Regions from separate parts of the Sus scrofa genome. Here region 2 is linked to region 1. Evidence: chromatin contacts called from public promoter capture Hi-C data. All regions are on one chromosome and are shown on one strand. Each heading gives the region's core, a stretch centred on a gene start, on an enhancer-like site or on the middle of the called end of the contact. The rest is flanking DNA. Distances are from core to core; before and after follow the strand shown. Region 1 holds the start of ANAPC15 (anaphase-promoting complex subunit 15). Region 2 holds the start of PPME1 (protein phosphatase methylesterase 1).

Evidence for each region. Promoter capture Hi-C pulls out the DNA fragments that hold promoters and counts their contacts.
Region 2: a contact with region 1 is called in a promoter capture Hi-C map of liver, with 4 times the contacts expected there. The contact joins the promoter of PPME1 here to the promoter of ANAPC15 in region 1. A contact is called at or near these places in 1 of 5 promoter capture datasets (liver) and 1 of 47 Hi-C or Micro-C datasets (liver).

The regions. Positions count from the first base shown.
Region 1 is chr9:6,686,326-6,692,705 of Sscrofa11.1, reverse strand. It overlaps ANAPC15 (anaphase-promoting complex subunit 15), which reads left to right and starts at 2,793. Exons shown (of 5, transcript XM_013999278.2): 1 at 2,793-3,499; 2 at 4,480-4,563; 3 at 5,756-5,815; 4 at 6,137-6,274. The coding sequence starts at 3,407.
Region 2 is chr9:8,510,461-8,516,840 of Sscrofa11.1, reverse strand. It overlaps PPME1 (protein phosphatase methylesterase 1), which reads right to left and starts at 4,050. Exons shown (of 15, transcript XM_003357190.5): 1 at 3,488-4,050. The coding sequence starts at 4,035. It overlaps C2CD3 (C2 domain-containing protein 3), which reads left to right and starts at 3,998. Exons shown (of 34, transcript XM_021062487.1): 1 at 3,998-4,256. The coding sequence starts at 4,202.

The DNA.
Region 1 (6,380 bases), core at 1,544-4,043:
TCTTTTTGGGCTGCGCCGGTGGCCTAGGGAGGTTCCTGGGCCAAGGACCAAACGGCAACAGCAGTGACCCGAGCCGCCGCATGAACAATGCCAGATCCTTAACCCCTGCCCCACGAGAGAACTCCCCATTCCGCTTCCACACTTGGCTTCCAGGACACAACTCAGCTGACCTGGGTTCATGCTCATCTTTTTGGTCCTCCTTCCCAGTCTAGTTTGCCCCTCTCCCTAGTTTCCTCTGATTTTTGGGGGGTTGTTTTTGGTTTTTGTCTTTGGAGGGCCACACCCATGGCGTATGGAAGGTCCCAGGCTAGGAGGTGAATCAGAGCGGGAGCTGCCGGCCTACACCACAGCCACAGCAATGCCAGATCCTTAACCCACCGAGCGAGGCCAGGGATCGAACCCATGTCCTCATGGATGCTCGTCGAGTTTGTTTTTGGTGAGCCATGATGGGAGCTCCAAATTCTGATTGTTGAAGGAAATGGCTTTCCTTCGATGCTCACTCCTCTGGTGTCTCATCCAGTCTCATGGCTTTAAACACTGTATGCTGACTCCCGCATCAGCATTTCCAGGCTTGATCTCTCCCTTGACCTTCAGACCTATATGCCTTTCTGTTCCCAACATCCTTACTCTCACGGAATTCGCAAACTCACCCACCCACTGAACCAGCACCTCCTCTGTCTTTCCAACTGATCTCCCTGCTCCCACCGCTGTCCCCGCTCAAGTTTTCTTCATAAAACTGCCAGAGTAACTCTGCTAAAATGTAAATCAGATTGTGTGGCTCCTCTGCTCAGAACCCTTCACAGGGCGTTCCCACTGTGGCTCAGCAGGTTAAGAACCCAGCTAGGGAGTTCCCGTCGTGGTGGCAGAGTGGAAACGAATCTGACTGGGAACCATGAGGTTGCAGGTTCGATCCCTGGCCTCGCTCAGTGGGTTAAGGATCTGGCGTTGCTGTGAGCTGTGGTGTAGGTCACAGATTCGGCTTGGATCTGGCATGGCTGTGGCTGTGGCACAGGCCGGCAGCTGTAGCTCTGATCTGACCCCTAGCCTGGAGACCTCCATATGCCACAGGTATGGCCCTTAAAAAAAAAAAAAAAAAAAAAAAGAAAGAAAGAAAGAACCTGATGAGTCGACTAGCATCCATGAGGACAAAGGGTTTGATCCCTGGCCTCGCACAGCGGGTTAAGGATCCGGCATTGCTGCAAGCTGCAGTGTAGGATCTGATGTGGCTGTGGCTGTGGTGTAGGCCAGCAGCCACAGCTCTGATTCAACCTGTACCCTGGGAACCTCCATATGCCTCAGGTGTGGCTCTAAAAAACAAACAAACAAACACCACCACCCTTCACAAGATCCTCGACATCGGGTAAAGGCCAAGGTCCTTATTTTGATCTGCAAACCTGTCTGGCTCCTGTCTCTGCCCCCTTCTTTTCCCACTCTCCCCGTAGAACGCTATGGTCTAGCCATTCTAGGCCTTTTGCACTTGCTGTTTTCTGAGGCTCTTCCCAGAGTATCAGAACAGTGCCCCTCTTTTTTTCTTCCAATCTTTTACTCAAAGTCACCTTCCCAGTAAGGTCTTCCTTGGCCCCCCCCAAAATAAAATAAAACATCTTTCCTGCCAATATTTTATTCCCACTTCCCTGATTCTTTTCCTCCTTAGTATTTACTGCCGTCTTAAAACTATATATTTTAATTTCCTGTCTTCTCTCTCTCTCATTGAAATGGAAGTACTGTGAGGAGTTTTTTGGTTTGTTTTGTTCACTATTGTGTACACTTTATTAGAGTAGCGGCAGGCATACAGTAAGGTATTCAGCAGGTATGGGTTGAATGAATGAAATGAATGAATGAAATTGTGGACACTTGCAACAGGCAAGTTTTACTCTTAATGAAAAAGCTGTAACAACCAGAGCTGCTCAGCAACAGTGACAGCTGACATGCACAGTACACTACCTCTTAACACGTGTTATCTCAAATCTTCACATTAGTCTGAAGGCTGGGCAGAGATGATGACGCTGGTTGAAGAGGAAACTGAGTCCTGATAAGGCGACAGAGCTTATGAAGGGTCACCCAGCAGGTTGGGGGAAGAGTGGAACTGTGGAACTGGAAAGACTCTGGGAGTTCCCGTCGTGGCGCAGCGGAAACGAATCCGACTAGGAACCATAAGGTTGCGGGTTTGATCCCTGACCTCGCTCAGTGGGTTAAGGATCTGGCGTTGCCATGAACTGTAGTGTAGGTCGCAGAAGCGGCTTGGATCTGGCGTTACTGTGGCTCTGGCGTAGGCCGGTGGCTACAGCTCCGATTAGACCCCTAGCCTGGGAAGCTCCATATGCCGTGGGTGTGGCCCTAAAAAGACAAAAGGCAAAAAAAAAAAAGAGACAGAGTCTTGGGGGTGATGGAATTTAACAAGGGTTAGATTTGAAGGACTTTGCTGCTTGAAGGCATCAGCAGGTCTGAAGGGCATGCTCACTGGGAAGCTGAGTCAGAAGTCTCTACAGAACAGAAGGTGGGAGTGATGTGCCAGGGCTGACCACTAAACATATTTGGCCCAGGCCTGGAGAGGGCAGCTGAATGTCTCAGTAGCAGAATGCTGACCCTAAGATTGAGTAATCACTCAGTCCCTTACAAAATCTCCAATGCAGAACTGGACAGGCAATCTTTTGTTTTTGCTTTTTAGGGCCACTGATGCAGAGCAAAGTTCCCAGGCTAGGGGTAAGATGGGAGCTACCAATGCCAGCCTACAGCACAGCCACAGCAATGCAGGATCCCAGCTCACCACAGCTCACAGTAACACCAGATCCTTCACCCACTGAGCGAGGGCAGGGATCCAACGCGAATCCTCATGGATACTAGCTGGGTTCACTTCCACTGAGCCATAATGGGAACTCCTTGGACAGGCAATCTTAAGGGAATGGTGAGTCCACTACAGGGCTGCAGACTACAGACTAACTGCAGAGGTCTTTGAGGGAAGAGACCATGTTCCTAGATTTATCTCCAGCTTCCAGGAGGGCCTGGAATATTGAATATAATAGGGACTCAAGTATTTCTGGTGAAGGCATACGTGTATGAATGTATGCGCCCAACAGGAAACTGAGGGCGAGAGCAGCTAGACAGGTGGGGGATAAAACCACTTAGCGACTCCGGGGTAGAAGCGGACTAAATTTCTTGGGACGCAGCCGGAAAATGTGCCATTCCTAACGCTGGAGGCCGCCAGCTGTTTTTCATGAAGTTTTGCATTGCAAATACCGCCTGAAGCCAGACGGGGCGGGGCCGAGACGAAGAAGCCGATTGGCTGAGGCTGAAGGCGGGGCCATGCAGCGGCTCGCCAAAGGTCGGCCCAACACGTGACTAACGTGTGAGCGTCACTTCCCGTCTGGTGGGCGGGAGAGAGAAAACAAAAGAAGACCAAAGACGCATGCGTGCGGTGTGTCCCGAGTTCTGGCGGGTTCTTCCGCTCTGGCAAAGAGAAGTGCTTCCGGGTTGCCGCCGGCTGCCGCCTCCCGGCGCGGTAAGTACAGAAGGAAGGCTGCGGCTGCTGTCTCCTTACCCCTTCTTTCCTCCCTCCTCCAGAGAAACTCTGTTCACCGCACCCACCTCCTCAGGAGCTCGCTGTTCACACTCCCGTTAACATTAAAGAGCTCCAGCTCATTGGCCGCTTTCTCGCGGTTAAGCCCCACCCCGTCACACCGATCCGCCACTCATTGGTGTCACTTCCTGTCACTCAACAGTTCTTCCAGGTCACGGGGTTTCTTCAATTTAGTGATTAACCCTATAGGTGCAAATACCTGGTCGAATCCCGCCCCTGTCTTCTCCCTGTTGGTCAACTCCGCGGTTATTATCATAACAAACAAAGAATGGCTGGTAGTTTGGCGGCGAGGGTTTGGGTTTAAGGAGCCGAGCTCTCTGGCCCTTTGGTACCTGAGGAACGGGAGCGTGGGTTCCGTGGGCCGTGTTAAAGGGGCCGGGCAGCCGAGGTCCACGGAGGGGCAGCGGCTGGCCCCGGATCAGTCAAATAACTTAGGGCAAAAGCAGAATTAGACGTAGGTCCTTTTCTCCTGGTCATGTCTAGTGTCCGGCCTGGATCTCCCCAAAAAGTTCTATGCCCCAAATCACTGGGACCTAAAGCTGGTTGTTGGCCTGTCACTGGGCCTAAGTTTTCCTGTGAGCTGAAAGGTTCTAATTCAGATTCTCTGGGACCTTCCTGGTCAGCCCTCCCAGCTGCTTAATCTGAGCTGAATTTACTTGTTCTCTCGCTCAGATGCTAGTTTATCCGTTTGATCTTCCACCTACTTATTTATCCATTACTCAGGCATTTAGAATGTCTTGCTGAGCTATACCACCATTCGGCTGTGGTTTAGGAGGTGGTTAGTGTCCTACATTTCTGACACTGGATGGGTATGGCGTGGAACATCAGAGAGGAGCAGAAAGTAGGTCTCTGTCTGGAGGAGGTAAAGATCAAGCAGAGCTCTGCCATCTTCGATTCTGTAGAATTTTGTGATGCCAGTCTGCATTCTGGATTCCTCCACATGTGGCTTCCATTCTCCTCCCTCCTTTGAACAGCCTATAAATACTGTAAGTACTTTCTAGTAAAGACTTAGTTATCAGAATAACTGTGAAGGTGGTATGATCATTATCGTCCCTGTCTTACAGAGGATGGTGTCTGAGGCTCAGAGAGGTTAAGTGACGTAGCCAAGGTCAAACAGCTAGTAGTGGAGCCAGCATTCAAACCGAGGTCTGTCTGATTCCCTCAAGGAGAGGCTTTTTTCTTGCTACCTTCCCAAAGGCACCCCATCCCCAAATCAAACTAACCAAATGACGGTCAAAAACCAAACACATCCGAGAGCTCAATTCACCTGACCCTGTCCCTCAGTCTAGGAGCCATGTCCACCTTGTTCCCCTCACTCTTCCCCCGTGTGACTGAGACACTCTGGTTTAATCTGGATCGACCCTGTGTGGAGGAGACGGAGCTGCAGCAACAAGAACAGCAGCATCAGGCCTGGGTGAGTGAGGATCTAGCCCAGCAGGGGAGCTTCACTGGCCATGACCCAGCCTTACTTTGGAGACCTGCCCTGTGCAGACTTTTTGCCCTGAGCTGGGAAGAATCCGGCTGAGAGCTGAGGGCCTAGGTTGTCCTCCTTGTGACACCCTAATTTGCCGGGGACCATGGGACCTCTAGGCCAGACGAGCCCAGGCTCTTTCCCCTATAGCATAGGCTATCATCTCTTTTTTTGTCTTTTTAGGGCGGCACCTGCGGCCTGTGGAGGTTCCCAGGCTAGAGGTCTAATTGCAGCTTTAGCCACCAGCCTATGCCACAGCCACACCAGATCCGAGCCTTGTCTGCAACCTATACCACAGCTTATGGCAACACTGGATCCTTTACCCACTGAGCAGGGCCAGGGATCAAACCCACGTCCTCATGGCTACTAGTCAGGTTTGTTTCCATTGAGCTATGATGGGAACTCCGGAAATAATCATTCTGACTGTTTATTGAGGATCTAGGCAATGATACGTTCTAGGCTGATAGTCTCACTTCATCCTCACAATCATCTTATCAGGAAACCAAGGCCCAAAGAGGTTATGTAGTTGGATCAAGTTCTTAAGTAAGTGGCAGATGTCAGGCGAGAAACGGATTGAATCTTCCTGAAAATTGGAAGGAAGCTTCTCCTCTACCCTTAGGGGTCTTGGGAGCAGGGAGGGACCGTCCCATGCCCCTGACCTGCCCTGCTTGGGCCCTGGCCTTGCTCTCCTCCCTCTTCGGCCACAGCTCCAGAGCATCGCAGAGAAAGACAACAACCTGGTACCTATCGGCAAGCCGGCCTCAGAGGTGAGTGGCTCCAGCAGGTGGGGCCTCTGTGGGGCCCAGAGGAATGAAGGATCTGCTCTAAGTCTGAAGGTCCGGCCTCTGACTCCAGAGCAGTCGTGGTCCTCGGTTCTGGGTGGGGGTCAGAAAGGTGAGGTAGCCGGGCTGGACACAGGGCTTAGCGCTGAGGTCTTGCAGAGCGTGCACCAGCCTGCTAGAGTCACGTGGGACGGGACCGGGGAGTGGCGCTCATTCCTTGGCCCCAGAGAGAGGCTCCACGTGGGCCAGTCCTTGAGCGGGCCCAGGCAGACCTGAGGAACCTTCAGGCTCTCCCCGCCTCCGCAGCACTACGACGACGAGGAAGAGGAAGATGAAGACGATGATGAGGACAGCGAGGAGGACTCAGAGGACGACGAGGACATGCAGGACATGGATGAGATGAACGACTACAACGAGTCACCTGATGACGGAGAGGTCAATGAGGTAGGCCCGGGTGTCGGGGGGGGGCCTCTGTTCCTGGAACCTGACCCCGGACTGAATTGGCAGCCAGTGGGTACCGAGACCCTGGGTCCAGCCAAGGGCAGGGTCT
Region 2 (6,380 bases), core at 2,801-5,300, 1.8 Mb before region 1:
TGAGGAAAAAAACATGGTATTTTTGTTATGGCAATCCTAACAGACAAATACTGGCTGCAGGTAGGGCTCTAAAATCAGAGTAGCTCCAAAAGCTTTAATTAAAAAGTTCAAAACAATTGTTTTAGGCATCACCTACCGGCATCTATCAAGGAACAACAAAACCACAACTTCAGTTCTTATCCAAGAGTGTTCTGAAAAGAGAATGGATTCTAGGGACTAAACCTAGATTGGATCCTGGTTCCATCACATACTACTGGGTGACATGTAATCTCCAAGTCTGAATTTCTTTACTTACAAATGCAGGGCAATAACACCTTGCAAAACTGTGGGCTGATTAAATAAAATAACATACATAAAGCTACTACCACAATGCCTAGCACATGGTACTAACTCAAAAAAAAAAAAAAAGTAATTGCTATCATTGCTTTATCCATCAATACTCTGGAATTATTAAATTGAATTGGAAAAACTAAATTAATGGAAACTCAAGAAAAAAAACTCAGGCGTTCCCATCATGGCTCAGTGGATAACGAATCCGACTAGGAACCACGAGGTTGCGGGTTGGATCCCTGGCCTTGCTCAGTGGGTTAATGATCCGGCGTTATGGTGAGCTGTGGTGTAGGTCAAAGACATGGCTCAGATCCCATGTTGCTGTGGCTCTGGTATAGGCCAGCAGCTACAGCTCCAATTAGACCCCTAGCCTGGGAACCTCCATGTGCAGCAGGAAGCGGCCCCAGAAATGGCAAAAAGACAAACAAAACCCTCAAAACCATCCTGAATATGCAAACATATCAAAATAAGGTTTATGAAACTGAAGGCAAGAGATTATGAAAAACAGTTGAAAGAATAAGTCATATAAGAAGCTGTCAAAGGAAGAGGTCCAACCTGAGAACAAGAGACAGACTGGGGAGGGGAGAAGATGGGAAGATTTAGGGAAAAAAAAAAAAAAAAAGGTAAGTGAGCAGAAGTTAGAAATAAAGAAGGATGATTTGAAATTGGTGGAAATGAGACTTCCGAAAAGACTGAGGAAAGGGGGGCACTGAATCCTTGAGTATTTGTGAAGGAATAAGATACACAACTCAAATTTAAGTATTGTCAATGATAACAACTCTGAATCCAAAACACACAATGAGTCTCAGAGTCAAGTCCTAGTCCCAAATCCTAGTCCTTAGTGGCTCTACTGCTAAGCTTCTAGGGTGCCATAGTGTGAGGAAGATTTGAGTTTCTGGTTTTTCATTATTAAAAGAAAATACCTGCCTCTTAGTTCACCTTACAGCATAGAGAATTCTCCAAGTCTGTTTCCCCAAATATACAGTGAAGTGGTAAGATCACCTCAAAGCTCTCTTCGAACTTTATGATTCTAGTGGAGAGTGTCTATATTATCACTGACATGAGACTTACATGAGGCATGCCTATGTTCCAAGAAAGAAGAAAATAAAAATCCAGGAAAATAAACTACTTGAAGACCACATAAAATTCACCAACATATGCTCTTCTCTTCACGGTACTATAAAGAAGCATTTTTCTAAAGAACTTTACCTTCCAGGATAAGCAATTAACCTAAATTAAAAAGACCAAAGCATCTATTTAATCAGCTTAAGTTACTAATAATCTTCTAATCAGTAGATGTTTTTTCTCTTAGTATTTTATTTTCTCTTCTTCAGTTCATCTTCAGAGAACTTGTTTTGACAAAATGAGAAGCTAAACTCTAATTAAACTTATCTGAAGCATGCATAGTTATTTAAAAACTAACATTTTTATGTACTTTTAGTGAAGAGTGATGGAATACTGAAAGATCAAAGTTTAGTTTAAGACAGCAACCAAGATACGTATCAACAATAAACGTTACATTAATTTTACCCTCCAGGTTAATTTTTCCCAAATAATCTGTTATAGATCAACTTCCAGGTGCTCCATGTTACAGTTCTACCTTACTGTCTATCAAAGCTAAAACAATCTTCATTTTATCTTACATGTAGCCTTCCATCACCTCTTTGTACTGTGCATCCTTCGACCTATCTTCTCCGTCAAAATTTTCTCAATTTTCTACTGTGTCTCATAGGTCTCTACCTCAAAGTTTCCTGGTTTTTCCAATCATTCTAACCACCCCTCTACCTATTTTAATCTATAGGACTCTCCTTTCTCTTTGTTTCTAGGACCTGCTTTCACAGCATTACCTATCTTACCTTCATCTCCTTTTTGATCATTTTTTGTACATAACATCTCTTCAGAATCTAAGGTTTTCTTCTCTAGTCCTGATTCCAAAAATAGCTACCAACCTATCTTTAGAATCCCAAACACATACACTTGACTACCTCAGACCTAAGTATTTTTCCTACCCCTTTTTTCTTTACAGTCACTAGTCTCCAGAATCCTGGTTCTACAAATACTCCGCAAAACCAACTCCCTGTTCAATTACCTCTGTTTCAAATAACTACCTCTCCCATGTTCAACACGTTATACTCTCTCTTCTACACCTTCATACCCCCGAACCTGGCACAAGCCATTCAATAACCTAAAACTCCCAAAGCAAACAGCTCCTCCCAACCCAGTAAAGGAAGGTTTCCCCTAAAACACTTTAAGTGGCTACACTCCATACTCTGTTAATTGAATCTTATCAGACCCAAACATAGCTTCCATCAGATGTATTAGCCCAGAAAAAATCAATTGCCCAAATCGCCCTCTTTATGCATCCTGGACTTAGCTCTGCAGCCCTGCGTTCCCTAAACCCTGTTCCTAGTCATCTCTCCGTCTGTGGAGCCCCTGGTCAGTCTCTAAGGCCCTCAGCCCTCCTCCCCTTATCCCCGCCCGCACATCTCACCCCAACAGTCTTCTGGAGTGTGTTCTCCATCTTTCCTCTGGCCTGTTCTCCACACTTGCGCGGTACCCCTCAAGAGACCCAATCTCTAAGTCGCCCGCTCACTCCCTGAATCTGCCTCTTACACCTCTAGGAACTCTCTCTAGAACCTTCTGCTCCCTGTTTCTCTCGTCTGCTCCAACCCTGCCTCAGGTGTTCTCGCTTTCCGTCGGCTTTTTCTAACACCTAGTGTTCACAGTCTTCTTACGCCTCCTAATATTTCCCTGGTTCTTCTAATTCCCCTCAACTTTTCTCTGTCATTTCCCATTTCTCTCAGCCCTCCCTGGCAGACTTCCCTCCACCTCTGTCACCGCTCATCTCCCTTTTCTCAAACCTCCTCCACCCCTTCTTCTGGGGGTGCCTCATTACCTCTCTTACACGATCCTCTCAGCCTCTTCAATCTTTGCCTCATTCCCCTCCCTCCAATACTATTTGTCCTCCAATTCCATTGACTTGGCGCCTCCCCTAGTCCCCAGATCCACCTCCTACTTCATCTAAACGTCTCCAGGCCGCCGCCAACATCTTCTCCCCTCCTGAGCCCTCCTGGTCGTGCCGCCCTAAACGCGCAGAGACACCATTCTCCAATGGCCGGGGCCTGGCCTCTAGGGAGAAGGGGTATGGGTCACGTACCCCATTCGCATCTTGGCTCCGCTCTGACTGCCCCCGCTGCCGGGGAGAGGCGGGCGAGAGGGCAGACGGCCGAGGTGCATGCTCTTCTCGAGGGCCGACATGAAGGGGAGGCCGCAGGTAGCCGAACTGTAGCCGAAGCTCCGTCCCACGCTAAGAGCGGCCCAACCGGTCACAGCTCGCTCCCCTAGCGACGCCCTGTAGCCTTTGGACAGCACCCAGCTACCGGCAGCACCGCCCACCGGCTCCGTAGACTCCACCCCCTCGCCTTGCGCTTCCACCGGAAGTGCGCAACAGCACTTCACAAAGGGAGCTGGGTAACGGAGTCTCGGACCCCTCAGACCCCAAGCGGAGAACTTCACGATCCCAGACGGAAAGAGAAGTGCTCCTGAAAGCAATGCACCCTGGGCAATGGAGTCCTCAAAGGGAGTATCCCTTTGCGCCTGCGCAGCTGGAGGAGACCGTCTCCAACCCCGCGAAGGTAGTGTAGCAAAGCATTCTGGGTGTTGTAGTCTCCTGGTCTGAAGGAGTATGCCGCCTTTCTTTCTCATGGCTTCCCGGGGACTGTTAGAGAAAGAGTCGCTTCTTCCTGCCTCCCAGGCTGCCCAGCGGCGCCAGTTGCTGGGGAACGCAAGCGCGGTGGGAAGGGATGGCGGGAGGTTACGGCTTGGGTGCTGTGGCCGGATTTGAGTTGATGAAGAGGAGCTCGGGCTCGCCATGAAACAACGGAAAGCCCAGGGGCCTGGGGCCGGCCGCAGCCGCGGGAAGAGAGGTAACGAAAGGTTGAGGGCAGAGTGGTAGGGCGGAGTTAGGGGAGCAGGGTGCCAGACGTTCTAGGCAGACTCCCCGCCACCCCCACCCCTCCCATACGCACAGCCGCCTGTTTTTTAAAAAGGGGTTGGAGAAGGGAGAATAACCAGGGAATCAGAAGATTGAAAAGACAGGGCGTTTGGCTCTCCTGCGAATGGAAAGGAAATAGTGGCCGAAGTAGGAGGCAAAAATGAGTAAATGAAGTGAGGGTTAAAAGGGGACGCTTCTAGAGGAAGGAAAAAAAAAAAAAATTGTAGGAATGTTTTGCTTTTTACTTTTTAAAAATTGAGATTATAATTGACATATAACATTGTTCGTTTCAGCTGTACAATATAACGATTTGTATATATTTCGAAATGAGTTCGTGTCTAGGTAGCATCATCACCAGACATAGTTACAAATATTTTTTTCCTTCTGAGGAGAGCTTTTAAAATCTACCCTTTAGCAACTTTCAAATAGACAATACACTATAATTAACTGTAGTCACTGTGCTGTATTTAAATCCCCATGATTTAGGAGTGTTTTTGATAAAGTCAGACGTGTGTTGGGGATGGGGGTGGGGAGGGTGTAGTTTTGCAGGCCACATGGGACTGGAAAAAAAATAAGTTGTAGAGGAGAGTATAGCAGTGATCCTAATGGGCAGGGGTCATGTTTAATACGTTGCCGAATCCCCAAGAACTAGCACAAAGCTGGACTCAGTAAATGTTAGTTGAATGACTGAAGGTGAGACGATCATAAAGCATCCAGGGCTACAGCTGGGAGTAGCGAAAGGATAGTTGTGAAGGAAAAGGAAGAAAAGCTGGGGAGTGGTGGGGGTTGCCGGGGTTGTGAGGGCATGAAGTTCTCTGAAGGATTTAAGATGAAAGAGTGTGTAGCAAGAGAACCTTATCAGGTTAGCATGCTCAAGGAGAAGCAAGCTCACCAAGAGACCAGGAAAGTGTTAGCTGCAGCAAGAACAGTCACCCTGGGAACCCAGGACAGATCAGGAAACGAAACTGAATCTCTACAGGGCTGCTTCAAAAAACATATTAAAAAACCAAAACAAAAAATCCTGGGTGAGTCTGCCTATTTATATTATAGGCAAAGCAGTATTAGGACTCGTGATAGTGCATTAGGCCATTAGGTTAAGAATGAAAGCTGAAGTTTGGGGATGAATCTTATCCACACTGTGTAACAATAACACAGTTTTGAGGCAATGCCTTTCCTTCTAGGAATGATGGGAGGATATGAAACAGAAGCATGGAACTGTGCAGTGCTCGTGCTCCCTGTGTCAAACCAGTCAAGCATATTTGGTTGCTAGGAGGAAAATCAAAACAGAAATAACATAAGAATGTCCTTCTCACTATATACCATATGCATATACAGTAATGCTCATGTGCATACCTGTGTATAATTTTTATACTGAAACTAGCTATATGGTGAGTCTTTTCCTTACTAAAGAAAGCAGAGAAGGTGTTGGCTTTAGAAATCCAAAGAATTGCTAACATAAATTCCTTATCTGATGCTTTCCAATATATTTTCTTCTGGGGAGGCATGACCACTCCCCAGAAAAAAAAAGGAATAGAAAGGTGTGTGTAATATAAGAATGAGTTCTTTTTTCCTTTTTTTATGGCCACACCTGCAGCATATGTGAGTTCCCAGGCGAGGGGTCAAATTAGAGCTGCAGCTGCCAGCCTCCTCCATAGCCACAGCAATACGAGCTGCATCTGTGACCTAAACTACGCTGCAGCTTGTGGCAGGCCAGACCCTTAACCCACTGAGCAAGGCCAGGGATCGAATTCCATCCTCACGGACACTGCGCTGGTTATTAACCTGTGAGCCACAACCAGAACTCCGGAATGCGTTCTTCAATTTCCTGTGAGTTACGGTTACAAGACACTGTGAATGGAAGGTAATCAGTGTCATGAAAGGAAAGCTTTATAGAAACGTCGTATTAATTGCCTCATTTACATTTTATCCCTCTGAAATCCAATAACTATTATAAAGGCCAATAATTATGAACCCAACACTGTGCTGAAAAATAATGGCAGGATGTGAAGATGATAGTTTCTGCCTGCATTGACTTAGGATGTTGGCAGGAAAAGGC